2 separate regions of the Mus musculus genome follow, and region 1 is linked to region 2. The links are chromatin contacts, called in public promoter capture Hi-C maps. All regions are on one chromosome and are shown on one strand. Each heading gives the region's core, a stretch centred on a gene start, on an enhancer-like site or on the middle of the called end of the contact. The rest is flanking DNA. Distances are from core to core; before and after follow the strand shown.

Region 1 (4,795 bases), core at 60-2,559, 130 kb after region 2:
AACAAACAAAAATAATATATGTATGAACACACTATATATACACATATAAAGTATATATATTATATACATATTACACTATATACATACTACACACACACACATGCACCCGTGCACACACTTTGTATGAGAGATTGGTTTTCCAGTCCTGGCATTTGTTTTTTTGTTTTGTTTTGGTTTTTTTTGGGGGGGGGGTTGTTTGTTTGTTTGTTTGTTTGTTTGTTTGTTTGTTTGAGACAGGGTTTCTCTGTATAGCCCTGGCTGTCTTGGAACAACCACGCCCCGCCCAGTCCTGGCATTTGAACCCAAGTCTTGTATATGTTCACGAAGCCCTATACCACCACGCTGTGCCTCGGTCTTCCCCCTTGTTTTCTGTGGTGCTGGGACTGAAATCCCAAGTTTGGAACAAGCAAAAAACAGGTCCTATCAGGTCTTGGACACTCTGCAGGTCCTACCTTCCCCCTCACCTCTCACCCCTCCTTTGTACTTTCCGGAGAAGTCCTGAGCCTGGAAGGTGAGGGAAAGGGAAGCAGAGAGAATGGGGAAGAGAAGAACAGGAGGAGGGAGGGAGGGAGAGGGAGGGAGGGAGAGGGAGGGAGGGAGAGGGAGGGAGAGAGAGGGAGGGAGGGAGAGGGAGGGAGGGAGAGGGAGGGAGGGAGGGAACCAGAGTTGACCGAACTTTGCCAGGCTCAGGTAGTGGACAAACTGTCACATCTCAGTCAGAAACTTAATTCATCCACCAAGAACCAAACTGTACTTTCAACATGAGGTAAAATGGGATGGAGAGACAGTCTTCCTGAGAAATAGCACAAGATCTCAGGGAGGACGTGGGCTGCTTGTTTGGCACTTGCTCACTGGATTAGTCCTGGAAACCCAGACCCAGTGGGGGCCGTGAGATTCAGGAAGGAGTACCGAGACCTGTCCCTGAGGAGACAACACACACCATCCCAGGCCTGACACACAGAAGGTCCTCTACAGAGAGCTGCTTCCCGCTCTCAACCCCCGAGAATGGGTTCCCCAAAGGACAGCCCTTGGAGGAGGCCCAACAGAAAGGAGAAATGATGGTATGTAATGCCAGCCAGAAGTGTGTTTGGGCTAGCACAATCCTTTCAATTCAACCCAAGAAAGACAAAGAATACTGAAAAAAAAAAGCCACATTAGTCTGGGTTCAAAAATAGGACCCATCTGTTCTGGCAGGTTGCTAGTAGTTCCTGCCCCTGAGGCTGGGGCCTGGTCGGAATGACCCCAGGAGGCCCTTCACTACCTTAGGATTCTATGATTCTATGACATGGCCAGCAGTCTGGAGCGGCAGAAAGAGGGTGTCCCCAGTGGAGAGCCAGGGAGGTCTATGTCATCTACCTCCTAAGAAAGGGTGAGAGAGGCGCTGGCCCATGACAGCCAAATGGGGTCCCACAGACAAGGAAAGGAAAGGGGCTTGAGCTGGGGCAGCTCTGAGTCGTCTCTTGTTTTTCTAGAGTAGGGGTTGAGGTGTGGTTGGGCCAGACAGGGGAGAGGCCAGGACATTCCAGCCATTTTAGACCCAAAAGACAAGGGCAGCTGAGGGGCCGTGGCAGGAGAGGGCTCTGCAGCTGTTTTTTGGGTGGGGCAGGCTCAAACACTGCCCTGTTGGTACAGAATAAATATCAGAAGCCAGGCGGAGCTGGCAGTAGTCAGGGAGACTCTCAGGAGAGGTGGTGAACTGACCAGTATGGGAGACCAAGTCTCGAATAAAATGTCTACTTTAGGACCAAAAAGAGCGGGCACTCCACCGCTCTCTGTTCAAATGGGGCAGGGGAAGAAATCCCATCCTGTCAGGGAAGATTAGAACCAAACAATCTGGCAGAAAGGTTTGAGACTTTCCTCTAGCCTAGGATGGCTTTGAACTCACTATGGGGCTAAGGTGGCCCTTTTGAACTCTCTTTTGTGCTGGGAGTAGAGGTGGCTGCCAACTGGCAATGGAAGGCTATTTCCCACCTTATGCCTCATTGTGGCAAGAATAAATGAGTCGTGTAGGACATGAGGTGACAAAGGACAGAGTGCAGAGGACTAGTCTATAGTGGAAGATGGTGGGGGTGGGGGAGGGGCGGTGAGGTAACGCTAGTTACCACTGTGGGCTAGCTGTTGGGTGTCATCTAGGGCCTGTCTCTATCTCATTAGAGACTGCTACTTTGGCCACTGTGGGGTCCCTGCTTTGGAATCTGAGAAATGTGGCCTCAAAGAGGCTGCCCTATGTTTTCTGTAGGGCAGCCCCCCTCTATGTCCCCTCCCACGGTCCTCTTGAGGTCTCAGTCACTTTGATGGCCATTCCTTTCTCCTTATCTCTCACCCCTCTTTTGTACTTTCTGGAGGTCCTGAGCTTGGAAGAAGAGGGGAAAGGGAAGCAGAGGAAACAGGGGAGGGGAAGATCAGAGAGGGAGGTGACAAGGAGTGGGAGCTGATCTCTCTCTCTCTCTCTCTCTCTCTCTCTCTCTCTCTCTCTCTCTCTCTCTCTCTCTCTGGCAGGTAACCAGCCAAACGCTGTCACACCTCCGAAACTTGACCCGGCCAGAAAGATGTCTGGACGCCAGGTAAGCCGGTCCAACACTTACAACCACTTGAGCCAACCCAACAACGTGTCCTTCCCTCCTCGAACTCCAGGCTGGACCCAGTATCCCAATATGAACAACGGCAAGGGTCTGCGAAGCCGCCTTCCAAGCGGCTCCGAGTTAAGCACCTCCAGCGGCCAATCTGGCCACTCCGAGCAATCCTTCAACTCCACCACCTCCTCAGAACTTCCCTTGGGGAAGATCTGCATGGGCCGCCCCTATACCTCCAAGTGTGTAGAGACGAGTCACCTGACGAGAGGCCCCAAGGTGGTCAAAAAGCCCACCTGTCAACGCAGCAGCCCTCACTGCCTGATCTGCACAGACCAACCATCGTGCCCCTCCAGTCCTACCTTCCTAGACCAGCTCATCAAAGGCATTAGCTACCTGGACAGATCCACCAATGTTTTCAACAACAGCAGCTACCCCAAAGCCCTGAGCTTACCTCAGCTGGCGGCTACCTATCTGGAAAGAGCTGCTAACTCCCTCTACCTGGACCAAACGGAACGCCCCCCACCCCGAAGCTATTCCACTCCCAGCACTAGCACAGCCGCTGCCAATCAGCCCCCAGCCAACAACTGCTTGGTCCCTTCCACTCGGGACACCAAGAGCCTGCAGTGCCTGGGTTCCACTGGTTTGAACTATCAACAACGGCCTAACAGCCAGACTTTCAATGTCGAGACACCTCAGAGGCCCGGGGTAAAACTGCCAGAGATTCCCCTGTTCGGCAACGGGTTCTTCTCCTTAGGTCGTCTGCCCAAGTTCTGGGAAGCAATCCGTTCCGGATGGAATGCTCCTGTGCCCACCCCTAAGCCCGAGGGCTGGTGGTGACATGGATGCCACCTTTGTCCAGTGGGCACATGGCCACCGTGTGGAAAATAAATTATCATAAGATGAAACAGGGGCTCTTTTTCTCCCCCTAAAGTAGAGTCTCAACTCAGTTGCCCAGGCTGGAACTCCTGACACAACATATCTTTGTTGTTGTTGTTGTTGTTGTTGTTGTTGTTGTTGTTATTCCAGTTAGGGTTACTATTGCTGTGATGAAACACCATGACCAAAAGCAAGTTGGGCAGGATAGAGTTAGAATGAGGGAACCTTCCCTCCAACTACCTTGAATGTCTGGGAAAATATTGACTGAGTCACTGAGGACTCGAATCCCAGCTGACTTCAAGGATATGAGTCCCATAAGGAACCTAGCAGCTCCGCAGTCCTGTTGGCTAAGGAACCCTGAAGCCCCAGATGATAGCGGAGGCCTCAGATCCTTTGCTCCCCACTCCAGGCCTGTTCTCTCCATCTTAAGTCTGGATGTAGAACTTCACTGATCCAAGGACCTCTGAACTTGACTGAGTGGGTGCTCCTGTCCCAGGCCAGGCCTGGAGTCTCGTGGACTAAGAATAAAGAGTGACTTAAACAAGTGCTTTAGTTCCCACCATCCCCAGCCACCTTGCTAGGCTTCCCATCAATCATTGCACCTTAGGGCCCAATTCTTTACGGGAGAAAACTTGGTCCCTTCCACTCGGGACACCAAGAGCCTGCAGTGCCTGGGTTCCACTGGTTTGAGCTATCAACGGCCTAACAGCCAGACTTTCAATGTCGAGACACCTCAGAGGCCTGCTCCTTATTATTGACACTCCCTTGTCTCCCTGGCAACATAAAAGCCAATAGCTCTGAGTCTAGAAGGGGGTCGCTTGAGAAAAGGCAGAACTCTGAGGCTCCCAGCATTCTTTTGCCCTTAGAAGCAACAGTGACCTGCTGAAGCCTCTGACAAGTTCCTATGGTCAAGCAGGGAAGGTAACAGGCCCAAGTGTCCCCCTCGTGGGATCACAAGGATAGGAGGAAAAAAAGGGCAGAGGCATCAAACTCCTGATGCACTAATTTCAGATTCACTCCCATATTTGATTCCTCCTTTGGTCTAGGGCTCAGCATGTAGAAATCTCAATTCTCCATCCCTCCTCCTTTTTCCTCCTCAAAATAAGATGCCCCCTTAGTCCACACCTACCAGTTCCCATTCCCCAGATGGACAGTCACAGGAGCACAGTTGGGCAGAATTCACTCTGCTCCAAAGTGAGAACCGGAGCTAATTTGGGAGCCCTCTGTGCAGCTACCCAAGGCCACCATCTTGGCCTGGTTCTGCGCTCATCTGGCTCTGAGCATAAGAGCATACTCTATCTCCTGAGTTTCCTAGAAACGCTCACCTCCAAAATGATCCAGTTTCC
Region 2 (5,113 bases), core at 805-3,304:
AAAATGTTTGCTTCTACAATGAGATCAACTGATAAACTGAGCTTGGGGGATATGGAACTAAGAAATTGGTCCTTAAAATTATTCTGCAGAATCTGTTAAGTACAATGGCTTTATGTTGAAATATACAACCAAGCAAAATGCCAAGAGCTTAAATTATGCATCCAGTCCTTCACACACTCCCTCATAAAAAATTTAACTATGTGTAACAGTACATATTACTGACATATTAATTAGATCAAGAACCCAACATTATTAAAAATTGTATTTTATATATTAGTTGCCTTCATTTTCATTAGGCATGTAGATCTGTACGAATGCCAATTCGTACCAAAATTCTTTCCTTTGTTCCTAAAACCACACTCAGAACCAGGAATGGGCAATGTATGGTGAGTAACTATCAACTTGGCCGAATCCAGACACGTCTGGGAATGACCTCTTGGGTCCGCTTGTGGAGATGAACGTGATTATACTGACTCATGTGGGAAGAGCTACTTTAATTGTGGGTGGGACAATTTCCTGGGCAGAGGATTTGGGACTGGATAAGGATAAAGTATGCTGAGCACTGGCAGCACTGTTCTGTTTCTAAACTGGATACAATGTGACCAGTGGCCTGAGCTCCTGTTCCCTTGACATTCTGCACATGATGGACTGTACTTTAACTGTGAGTCCAAATAAACCTTTCTCCTTAAAGTTGCTTCTGTCAGGGTATTTTGCTAGAATAAGAGAAAAGGAACTAAGACACAGTGGTATAAAGTTACGGAAATTGAACTGCACACATGTTGTTCGCTCTCACTCACTGCTCCCTAGACACACCACTCAAAAATGGCCAGAGGAAAACTCCATAAAGGAAATAATACCCTTAAAAACACTTGAGAGTGCTCGCTTCGGCAGCACATATAGCATGGCCCCTGCGCAAGGATGACACGCAAATTCGTAAAGCGTTCCACATTAAAAAAAAAACAAAAAAAAAAACACAGGAGACTGGAGGTAACACATAAGACATATATTTTTGCAGACTATGCCAAAAGTAGCCCAGAGAGTAACGCCCTGACTCAAAAGCATCAAATAGTGCACTTAATTCTGTCCCAGTTGAATCATCCTAGAAATTGTGTGGTATAGTAAGGAAGAAAAATTTAAGTATCTAAAATGGCGGGGAGGGGGGAGCCCACACACCCACTTTTAAGTCTGTACTTATCTGAACCTCACCTGACAGTTTACTAACTCCATCTATCTTGTCAGCTTACAGACACTTCCACTGGGCTCCCCCAGGGACCTAGCATTAGCACCAGGTATGGGCTGTATATAAAAGGCTTTCAACTGGACATGTGATTTCATCATCTTAAGATGACCATATGGTATAAAGTAACAATTATAAAACTTCTTAGTCCTAATGAATTCTGTTTATTACTGTATCTCCTTTTAGACTAAGAGTAACAAGTCTCAAATACTTTAAACTGGTGCAGGTTTTTATTATGATAGGATATTAACACGCTATATATGTGATTCAACCCTGGTTTAAAATATTCTTTAGATGATGATGAAAATTCAAGGTTATAAATGTCTATTCAGATTAACAAAAGTTAACTTAGAATGTTCATAGCCACTGTGTGTTTCTCTCTGACTGGTCTGTATGCATGAACAAATGCAGTTTCTTTCTCCTGCTGCCAGTCTCCTAGGCTCACTCAATACATGTCTTGGTTTCCGGCCATTGGATCTAATATAAGAAGGAGTCAGATGTTATTTAAATATGGATAATATTAAAATTGTTTATACTGTTCCCTTGCTGGTTTATACTGTTCTAGTTCATTGCTAGCTCTAAAAATGGGTTACCACTCACTCTTTTTAAGACCCAGGCATGTTTTTAAAGCCCAGGGTCAAAAACAAGATCACTGACTTATAAATTATCGGATATGGGTAAAACTCATGACCAGGGTTAGTAACTGAAAGTTTGTACTTAGATAATCATAAACCATGTGACACAATTCCATTCTGGGATACAAACAGCAAACAGCTGCCTGCCATCTGTGCTATGGGATAAAGAAGCTGCAAGTCATGGCTTCATCCACGTCTAACTAAACCGCAAGCAACACATGACATGAGCTGACCACAGAAACAGGCTACCAAGGAAGCTTTTATGTTCTATAAAGGTCAGAAATGTGCCCAGTCTCTAATTATAAACTATATTTATAGATTTAGAAATTTTATTTTGATACTAGAAGAGCAAAATCAAAATCTTAATTTTTAAATCTAAACTTAACAGAGATAAAACACAAAGTCCTAGCCAGGCGGTGGTGGCTCACACCTTTAACCCCAGCACTTGGGAGGCAGAGGCAGGTGGATTTCTGAGTTCGAGGCCAGCCTGGTCTACAAAGTGAGTTCCAGGACAGCCAGGGCTACACAGAGAAACCCTGTCTCGAAAACAAAGAAACAAACAAACAAACAAACAAAAAGCCCCACAAAGTCCTAATCTTAGGAAGCTACTAAATTATTGTCAACTGTTAAGGATAATTAAGAAATGCAAGTGAAGGGGCTGGAGAGATGGCTCAGCGGTTAAGAACACTGACTGCTCTTCTGAAGGTCCTGAGTTCAAATCCCAGCAACCACAAGGTGGCTCACAACTACCCATAATGAGATCTGACACCCTCTTCTGGAGTGTCTGAAGACAGCTACAGTGTACTTACATATAATAAATAAATAAATCTTAATAAAAAAAAAAAGAAATGCAAGTTGATAGTAACCTTATAAATAAATGATCAAATCTTTTAATGTGTCCAAAAATATATTTGAGGTTTCTCTATGAATTGACGTAATTACAAGATGAAGTTTTACTTAGCCCCTTGTTTTATGTTTGCAAGGTACAGTTTAGCGCAGATACCTGAAAACAGACAAAGATTGTTTAACTCAGATATGCTCGGTGGGTACTAGCCCTCAAGCCTGTCAGAGACCTGTTGACTATGGCATTTAATATGCTTAAACTTATTATATGACAGTGACTCCCAAATCCTAACAGTGATACACAACCCACCTCTGCAAGTTCTTCAAGAAGATATAGGCAGAATGACAAAAGACTAAACCTGGATTAGAGTACATTGACCAGTGGACAGACTGGCCCCTGCCTTGCCCACTAGGGCCCAGCCTGCACTGTGGGCAAACCGGACACGGGAAAACTTACTGCTATGATTTATTGCTAAGTGTTGCTGAAGACAAGATGAGGTCAGTCTCTCCCATGTTCCTTCTCCACAAAAAAAAAAAAGGCCTCCCTCTTCTGGCCTAATGGCCAAAGACCACCTCTGACCACAGTGCAACAGGACCACAGGAATCTGGGACAACTGTCTAGATAGTGGTCTCTGTCATTCCAGACTGCTCAGAGCACTGGAATCTCCCAACCTTAAACAGGCATCCCAGTCTTCCAGAGCTCTGACATCAATGTCCTAATTTCAACTAAGAAGCAGTTACAGAAGAGATTATGTTGCCCTTATCATAAACAAAAGGTTGAAATGTCAGGGCCAAATTCTGACAGATGGACAAAAAGCCCTCACTCCTCAGGAAGTCATTTCCTTATCACTGGCAGAAGGGACAAATTGCTACCTAGGGTGCCTATTAGCATAACCAAGTGCATGCTGACCTCCACCCACTCCTTACCCTCAACTTCTCCAGCTCAGAAGCCCCCATCCCACCCCACCCCACTCCACCTCCAGCTTCTCATTCCCTTCTATTTCAGCCCTCTCTTGGTCCTCCTCTCTCTTCTTCCTTCAAACCCCACCACCACCATGGCCAAGTCCAGTTTGCTGGCCATGTTCAGTCTATTTTCTCTCTCATCTCTGGATTCTTCCTGATGTCTTTCCTTCATATCTACAATAAAAAACCTTCCTCTCAACTATACCTTGGAATAGTCATGTCAGTTTATGTACTCTGCAGAACTACACTCACACAGTATACATTCACGGACAAATTTTTAAGGGAAAAAAGAAAGAATAAAAGGAAAGAGCCTCTGTATCCTAATGCTCAAAACAACTGACTACAGAGACATAGGTTCCAGAGCCCTCCTTACCTGTGTGAGGGCAGAGCACTCCACATACTTGACAGCCTTCAGATCCCGCGCCAGCTTTTCAGCAGTCTCTGGAGTAATAGGCTTCTGTTTGTTCTTGGCAAGTTTCTCAATAGTAGAGGGGTCATCTCTGAGATCAATTTGGGTCCCAACAAGCAAGAAAGGAGTCTTTGGACAGTGGTGAGTTATCTCAGGCACCCACTAAAAGCAAGGTTTTAAAATGTTTTGTTAATCCACAAGCCACTGAAACTGTAACAGGGCAACAGGAATTCTGTGCATGTTTCAAAGGGCAGAACCTGACTTACCTTTTCTTTCACATTTTCAAATGAGGATGGAGAGACCACTGAGAAACATACTAGAAAAACATCTGTCTGTGGATAACTTAGCGGTCGTAGTCTGTCATAATCCTCTTGCCCTAAAGAAAGAGTTAAGAGAGGTTGGCAACTGAGATTTGGTATCCTCGCGGCATTAAAATCACAGGTCAGGGGCTAAGGCTATAGCTATTTAGTATACAGAGTGATAACCTAGCACACATACAGCCTTGGACTCAAGCCCTATACCACATTAAAAACAGGCATGGTTGGCACAAGCTTATAATCTCAGCACTAGTGAGACAGAGGCAGGAAGGTTAGGTGTGACCATGAGATCATATATCAAAAAAATTGTCAAAGATGAACATGGCGGAGCTAACAAGATCACTCAGTGGTAAAGATGACATGCCTAACAACCTGAATTCAGTCCCCAGAAAACAGACGGTGAAAGGAGAAAATCAAATCCCCCAAGTTTAGCTTCTTGACCTCCACATATACATGCTATGGCATGTGCTTCCACATATATACATACATACATGTAATCTAAAAGGAAAAAAATGGAGATAGTGTGCATGCCCATAAACCCAGAGCTCAGGAAGCAGAGGCAGGAGATCACTACAAGTTTGGGTGGTCTACAAACCAAGCTCCAAGTCAGTCAAAACTACATAGTAAAAGTCTTGTTTCAAAAAAGAGGTGGGCAGGGGACTACAGCTCCGCTAAGACTTCAGGTATTCAGCTCTTAGCATATCAGCCA

The links. Promoter capture Hi-C pulls out the DNA fragments that hold promoters and counts their contacts.
Region 1: a contact with region 2 is called in a promoter capture Hi-C map of the HPC-7 cell line. The contact joins the promoter of 1700013G24Rik here to the enhancer-like site in region 2. A contact is called at or near these places in 12 of 39 promoter capture datasets (3T3-L1-derived adipocytes, the C10 cell line, the HPC-7 cell line and 9 more), 1 of 15 datasets of contacts at CTCF or cohesin (pro-B cells), 24 of 484 Hi-C or Micro-C datasets (B cells, CD8 T cells, the G1E-ER4 cell line and 18 more) and 3 of 115 datasets of contacts at active chromatin or transcription factors (double positive thymocytes, embryonic stem cells and memory CD8 T cells).

The regions. Positions count from the first base shown.
Region 1 is chr4:137,451,987-137,456,781 of GRCm38.p6, forward strand. 1700013G24Rik (RIKEN cDNA 1700013G24 gene) reads left to right here and starts at 1,310. Exons shown (of 2, transcript NM_027063.2): 1 at 1,310-1,369; 2 at 2,500-3,475. The coding sequence starts at 2,550. The coding sequence ends at 3,410. All of the region lies in intron 1 of Gm13010 (a long non-coding RNA gene), which reads right to left.
Region 2 is chr4:137,324,662-137,329,774 of GRCm38.p6, forward strand. It overlaps Cdc42 (cell division cycle 42), which reads right to left. Exons shown (of 6, transcript NM_009861.3): 4 at 4,354-4,463; 5 at 4,052-4,249. Among named protein-coding and RNA genes, the nearest start is that of Cdc42, 31 kb to the right of the region's middle. Within about 2 kb of position 2,055, at least 16 of the 459 cell types and tissues checked have an H3K27ac peak or open chromatin away from gene starts, as enhancers often do. A contact at or near this core is called in the G1E-ER4 cell line, the HPC-7 cell line, adipose-derived mesenchymal stem cells and 2 more, where this site is marked.